2 separate regions of the Hordeum vulgare genome follow, and region 1 is linked to region 2. Evidence: chromatin contacts called from public Hi-C data. All regions are on one chromosome and are shown on one strand. Each heading gives the region's core, a stretch centred on a gene start, on an enhancer-like site or on the middle of the called end of the contact. The rest is flanking DNA. Distances are from core to core; before and after follow the strand shown. Region 1 holds the start of LOC123449700. Region 2 holds the start of LOC123449699 (pentatricopeptide repeat-containing protein At1g76280).

Region 1 (3,518 bases), core at 134-2,633, 200 kb before region 2:
AACCCTATTCACCATGGAAGCTGCATCCGACAGAAAATCATCTCAATGATTTTCGGGAACAACAATTAAATATTCAATTTACGAAATGCAAAATACAACTACACAATCACACGTATTAAGCTGACATAGAGTGGATCATGCAACCCCAATGTGCCATTGAGTCTGACAAAAGAATGTCCCTCTAATTATTTTTACTGTATGGATTGTGCATACAAACTATTGAGTCTCCTTTTTTGGATGTATTCAGTTAGATAAGTGCAAAGAGCAAACAACACAAGAAAAACAGTGATCACGGCAACTGAAAATGAACAGTGACAAGCACAGAAAACGAAAATGTTGTATGCATCATTCTGATTCATGCGGGCTTCTTTTTTGTCACCCCTTTGTAGTTTACTCGTCCAGTAAAATGCAATGATATTTCACAATCCACACGATAAGCGTAAACCATGCTGTCTGGCATCCGAATCAACTGAATTCCAATGCTTCTTTGAGGAATTGATCTCATCACCGTGATCTAAAATTACATGCAGTGCCATTGAGACAGTAACGGAATTAGTATCAGGCAGCTCCAGCCTAGCAGGCTAGGCAATCTGTCAGGTATCTGGTCCAGCAACGGAAAGACGATACAAACATGAAGAGGCAGACAACCTCACCGGAGAATTTGTCATTCTGCGCCTCCACAAGGGGCGACCCCTCCAGCTGCACAACCGAAACATTTTTCAGCGTTTGCTAGGTTGCAGACACGAGACACATCATCCGCCATTAATTGGTGGAGAAGTGAGTAGCTAGTTACTGCAGGGGTGCCTGATGCTTGCCTTGCAGGAGAGGAGGCGGATGCAGCAGCCGTTGGGCTCCTCGTCGACGCGGACGAGGAGGACGGGGCAGACCTCGAGCGCGAAGAAGCGGAAGCGGTAGACGTAGCATCGGAAGGTGGACTCGTCGACGCGCTCGATGCGCTCCGCGTCCAGCACCGAGTACTGGCTCGCCGGCAGGCCCATGTACTCCGCTGCATGCATACATATGCAGACAGACAGATAGACAGACAGTAACGTGTCAGGACTCAGGAGATCGCTGGGGGGAGGTGAGGTGGGGTGAGGTCGGGGGTGAGGGTGGGCGTTACCGAGGGGGCGGGCGAGCTGCTGGACGGAGGTGGACTCGGAGCGGCGGGCGACGAAGCGCGCCTTGGGAGCGGACGACACGGTCGAGGGGGAGGAGGAGGACGAGGAGGAAGAGGAGGAGGCGCAGACGACGACGGCGGCGCGGGAGCGGCGGAAGGCGGCGGCGGCGGCGGGCACGGGCGGCGGGGAGCGGAGGGACGCTGCCATTGGGGGCATCGGCCGGCTGCTTCCACGCGGGCCTCGCCGCTTTCAGCTCGTGTGTGGTGGGGGGAGCGGCGGGGAATTTAGTGTTGGATGGATCTTTCCTCGCTCTCATTTGGACGGATAAGATGCAGTCGGGGATGGGTAGGGGTCCGGGTCGGGTCGGCCCTACCGTCGGGTGGGCCAGGAGAGGAATCTCGACTGCTGGAACGTGGGGCCGTGGGAACTGTGACCATCGTTTTCTTCTTCTTCTTCTTTTTTCTTCGCTGATGACTGATGAAGTGGAGATTGGCTGTCATCTTTTTCTTCGGGCGCGTACGTGCCTCCTGTGTCCACATACGGTGCTGCCCGACTCCGAGGTGCTCGGCTCGAGGAAGCTCGGAGCCTCACGCACCCGGCCACGGCCAGGCCTTGCTTCGCCGTCTCTACTTCCTGTCTAAATCACACTATTATCTGATTATTATCCCGAAAAGAATGACCCAAATGCTTAAAATGCAGCTGCACTATTCGACGAAGACTAGTGCATGTACTCGACTATTTGACACAAGTGAACAAATGGTGGGTGTGTCTCAGACCGCGCCGCGTGCATGTGGATAGCATGCGTCTCTGCGTCTTTTATCCATTTTATTTAAAAAATGTATAACTTTTGAACCGAGTGTAAGAATGAAGAATTATTTTTACCGCTTGGCTTCTCGTGATGAGCTTTTTAAAAATTAGATCCCATATGAATACGTTTTAATCATTTTTTTTAATAGCAACTTTGATGCTAGATTAGGCAACTTTAGTTCTAAACATGAGCAATTTAAGCTAGATGAATCGGACCATGTGTATAAGTAAATTTGCTTAATGTGTGTAGCAGTGTTATAGGTAGTTACCATGATTTATAAATTCTATACATCGGAAACTAAGTTGTAGATTGTTTAGTTGCCTTTCATACATTGTAACCGGCTTACCGTAGAGTGGAAACTTGTCGAACCTGGCTTCTAATATAAGTTGTCTACCCTAGAAATCAAGTTGACTACGTCACTACGAAGTTGTCTACGAGTGATCCTTAATTACCTACAGTACTATAAAAGTTGTCCATCAAGGGAACTAAGTTGTCTATAGTATCGAAAAGTTTTTGTGGGATCTAAGTCGTTTATCATGATTTGAAATTTCTTTAAGAAATGAATTGATGGTTTCAAATTTCAAAACTATGTGGGGATGGATGGTATGAGATCTGTGTGCTTTCCTTTTCTAGGGGAGTTTGCCTGCCAAGGTACTCAGCGCGCAGGTGTTGGCTGGCCAGGTCGCGACGAGCTCTTCAAAACTAACCCTACATGGATATGTTTCGATGATTTTTTTACCTTTCAAAAAGCAACTTTGATATTAGACGAGACAACTTTAGTTTTAAACAAAAGCAACTCCGCTCCAATTAAAGTAACTAATGACCAACAATAAGCAACTAAATAGTAATAGAGAACAACTTTGAAACAAGGGTACATAACATCACATCACGTTCGTAAGCAACTTTCTTTCTACTAGAGGCAACTTTAGTGCTAGAGATAGGCAACTTCGTGAGGGCCGGGCCGGTAAAATTCGGGGCCCTATGCGAAACTAAAAATTGGGGCCTTATCTCGTAAAAACTAACTAGTAATTGTAATGTATATATATATATATCAAAGAAAAAGTAATAATGTATATAATATAATGCCTTACATGACAATTGGACATATAAAAAAGTCATACATATCCAACTTCTAGTTGCTATTTATCTGGACATCCTCATTCTTATACAGTGGCGATTAGGAGTAGGATTCAAAGTTAATCGAACGAAGAATTTGCTAAGCACGTTGAGTTGGAGGCTGGGATCGGTCAGTGATCAATCCGACCAGACAACGTCGATGAATGTGAAAACTGAGCGACGACAGCGGTTGACCTGTTGTTCTCAATCCAATTTCCAATTTGATGAGAGCCCATATGTGGGGACCCCCACTGATAAGTCGTGATCACCGAATGAATGTGCATAGTGATCCCATATATCAGTGCTCACTAAACATGCAGAAACTGATTAGCAAGAGTCTTAAATCCATTACGTGCCGTTTAGCTCAGATTGTTGGAAATATGCCCTAGAAGCAATAATAAATTAGTTATTATTATATTTCTTAGTTCATGATAATCGTTTATTATCCATGCTATAATTGTATTGATTGGAAACAC
Region 2 (3,721 bases), core at 1,085-3,584:
CATAAAAAAATGACGACTCGCCTCCGTACCGAGCTCGACGCGGCTACATCGTTGATATGCAACTTTGTGGATCTTGAAGGTGGCTCACAAAAAGTGAAGCTCTTGCCATTGAAGAATCAGATCGGGGCAACACCGAGGACATGGCATCAAACTCCAGATTTGACACCTCACCATGACTAAGACGCCCAAGGAGGAAACCATACTTGCCATCCACGCACCACGCACCACGAACCCAACACACGTTTTGCCTTCCGGATGTCGCCGATGCAGAACACAATCTGCATCCGCTCCTGGACTACCTCCCAAGCTCCCCACCGACGCTGGAGCAAATGCTGTCGCAATGGTGAAGTCCAAGGACACAGGTCCACCACGAGGACGTCGCTGCCGCCACGCCATCCTTGCTTGAACAAACTGGTTTCCAAATCCATCCCCAACCATATGACCGATGACCTCGTCACGAAAGGATGCGAAGAATCTTTATTCTGCGTCGTCATCGTCGCTGTCAAAACCAAGACAATGAACAACCTAAAAATCCTAGAATACGAGGACTAAAAACAATCCACTATACTCCACCCCTATTGTAACCGTACTGGAGTAGAAAACGCAGCATCATGCATGTATTATACTCAAATCCTACTCTCTCTGTTCCTAAATATAAGATCTTGTAGAGATTACACTATAGACTACATACGAACAAAATGAATGAATCTACACTCTAAAATATATTTATATACATCTGAATGTAGTCTATAGTGAAATCACTAAGAGGTCTTATATTTAAGAATGGAGGGAGTATATTTTGGCGAATGCTAGGGATCATCCAGATGATTTCTTAGATGCATAATGTTGCGTTTTCAACATCGGATGTCTTCGATCCAAAGTCCTCCTCCTGTGATCCTATCCACGTGCATCAGTGAATCAACATCGCGCGACCTCTGAAAATGATGCAGAAAACGCAACACCTCCTACCCCTCGCGACACCCTGCGCCGGCAACCTCGCGACACCGGAGCCGTTGTCGAGCGTTGCATCGCACCTCCAAAGAGCCCTCGACGACGGCTGCATCACAACTCCGAAGGTGTCGCCAGCAAACTGCTGCATGGCAACACCAGGTGCTGCTTCATGGCAACACTCAGCGCGACGGAAACCTTCGATGCAACACCAATGACACTCGAGAAAAGCTTCATTGTAGCTCCGGCGAAGCTTCATTGATGCCCCAACAAAGCTTCATTGACACCCTGGTGAAGCTTCGTTGCAGCATCGCCCGTAGCTCCGCCGTCGTCCATGGTAGCAATCATAGTTCTCTCCTGATGCAACGCAGTTTCATCGTCCCCGTGTAGCAGCATCACGTGCCGCAGCATAAGTCTACCGCCATCCATGGTAGCAGCTCGTAGCCCCTCCCGCTCCAACGCAGCTCCACCGTCGGCATGACAACAACCTCGTTGCGCATCGCCTGTTGCAACGTAGCTCCGCCGTGGTCATGGTAGCAACCTCGTCGTGCATCGCGTGCTGCAACGCAGCTCCGCCGTCGGTCATGGGAGCAACGTCCTCCCAACTTAGCCTATAGCAGCACGGGGTGAGCGGCAAATGGATTGCGGCAAAACACCGTCCCTTGGGAACCCGACTTGCAATGGTGATGGCTGTTTGCAGCAGCGGTGCAACGGCGTGAGGCAACGACGACGGGCGTTGGCACTAGTGTGTGGTGCGACGTGGTGAGAGAAGAAGAAACGAAGGAAAAGGAACGAGTTGTCCAGCTTCTGAAGGAAGAAATAAGGAAAATAAAATGCTAATGAATGAGCGAGCAAAGAGGAACGCGTGGCGGGATGTTGGAGGCGGCTTACGCTCGTGAATAATCAGTTGGTTGTTTTTAAGTGTTCTCGTATATTTTTAGGTAGTTTGGGCTTTGATCAGCCTTTCAGGCCGTAAACTGGAGCCGAGCTCCCCCGCACCGTCGGGCTTTGGGCTTGGGCCGTCAGACCGGGCTGCCCATGCCAAAGCGCTCTCTCTCTCTCTCTCCTCGCATCTCTCCCGACCTCCCAGCGCCGCCGCAGTGCCGCACGTCCTCCACCATTCCCGCTCACCTTCTCCGCGCACGGCCTCCGAGCTCACTGCTCCGCCTCACCGCCCTCCACCGCACCACCCCCACGAGCGGAGCGGCTTCCTCTCCCCGAACTCACTGCCTCCCGTCGTCGGGTCCGCCGCGCTGGGGCGGGGCCGTCCACCGTGACGCCCGTGCGCGCCGGCGCGGCCTCGCCGGCGACGTCTCCGTGTGCGGCGCCCTATACCTCCCCTGCCTCCTCCACGTCCAGGCCCCAGCACTCCCGGCATCGAGCCTCTGAATCACGTCCCCATGTCGCCTCTCCGGCAGGCGGGCCGCCGCGCCGCGCCGCTCGTCCCGCCGCCGGCAGCCCCGTCCGTGTCTCGCTCCCAGAACCAGCAATGCCTTCCTCCGTGGGACGAACCATTCTTCCCTCCCAGCCGCCACCATCGCCTGCCTCTCCTCTGGGCTGGCGTCAGGGCTCGGATGATTTCCACTTCTCTAGGTAAGGATCCATGATTTGCTAGACTGGTAATCAAATCCATCGACATATTGCTAGGTTCATTCCGTGAGGTTGGTCCTAGATGACCCTATACTAGTAGTCGTGCAAGCTATCACTCGACAGAAATAGTTGGCTGGACCCCTGTATTTTAAAACCAGATCAAATTCAGGCCAGTGAGCCGACAGTAGACTCTGGTTTACCTCCACTTGAAAATATATCGGCACACCAATTCGACACTCCATGGTTGCTGAATTGATTATGAAATGCTCCATTTCGAATTATACCCGCCGATTGTGTACTGTAAGGCAGGTAGTTCCTTGTGTCAGCGTGTAACCACTAACCAATGTTTTGGTGACTTCAGAGCATCATGATTTTACGTGGAAGACTAGTATGGCTTCGAGATTCATGCAAACCGATATCGTGAATGCTCTTCGTAAAGGTGATCGGCAGCGAGCATCCATTATGCTCTCGAATCTTCAACAAACCAAAGAAGCGTTAACTTCAGAAGATTTTTCTTATATACTGGAGTACTGTGCAGAAGCACCCGATCCTTTGGTAAATCTACTGTCGATCCATATTTTACCTAGAGCACGGAGTTTAATATAGTCATTTTGATTAGTACTCATTTTGATTTTTTTCCAATATGCATAGTTTGTTATGGAGACATTGGAGCTCATGAACGTGAAGGGCATAGATATTAGTAAAAGCCATTACAGATCTGTCACTCGAGCACTCAGCCAAGGAGGGTATTCGAAGGAGGTATGCGATATTTCTTATATACCGAATGAAGTTTTTGCCATTGTAACTTGTTTGAGAGTTCAATCATATAAATACAGTTTCGAAACTGCTGCAAATAGAGGGTCAGTAGTAGTAATATACTAATATACACTTGAACCATCCAATTTACTGTTTCTTCTTTGTAAGCTGTCCAACTTTCCATTTCTTAGTGCTCCCAGCTAGTCAAAATGCAATACCGATGTATTCATCCTTTTGTACAAAATGAAGCTTCAATATTAGACAAGGCCTTTTTTAAGGGTACTTGATGAATGGTTATATTATTTCATGCCTTACCCTAAATAGCCCCACAAATATTTTCATGCTCGCTCATGACAGGCTCTGCAGCCATTGTTTGTAGAGAAAAAACTTAACTTGCAGACCTTGAACTTTGGCGGTCATTTGCTTT

The links. A called contact is a pair of places that touch in the nucleus more often than the background predicts.
Region 1: a contact with region 2 is called in a Hi-C map of leaf, with 7 times the contacts expected there. The contact joins the promoter of LOC123449700 here to the promoter of LOC123449699 in region 2. A contact is called at or near these places in 5 of 6 Hi-C or Micro-C datasets (leaf and seedling) and 1 of 1 datasets of contacts at active chromatin or transcription factors (embryo).

Annotation. Positions count from the first base shown.
Region 1 is chr4H:579,669,173-579,672,690 of MorexV3_pseudomolecules_assembly, reverse strand. It overlaps LOC123449700, which reads right to left and starts at 1,383. Exons shown (of 6, transcript XM_045127010.1): 1 at 1,121-1,383; 2 at 816-1,006; 3 at 654-699; 4 at 1-20. The coding sequence starts at 1,334.
Region 2 is chr4H:579,472,215-579,475,935 of MorexV3_pseudomolecules_assembly, reverse strand. LOC123449699 (pentatricopeptide repeat-containing protein At1g76280) reads left to right here and starts at 2,334. Exons shown (of 13, transcript XM_045127009.1): 1 at 2,334-2,541; 2 at 2,900-3,093; 3 at 3,190-3,297. The coding sequence starts at 2,349.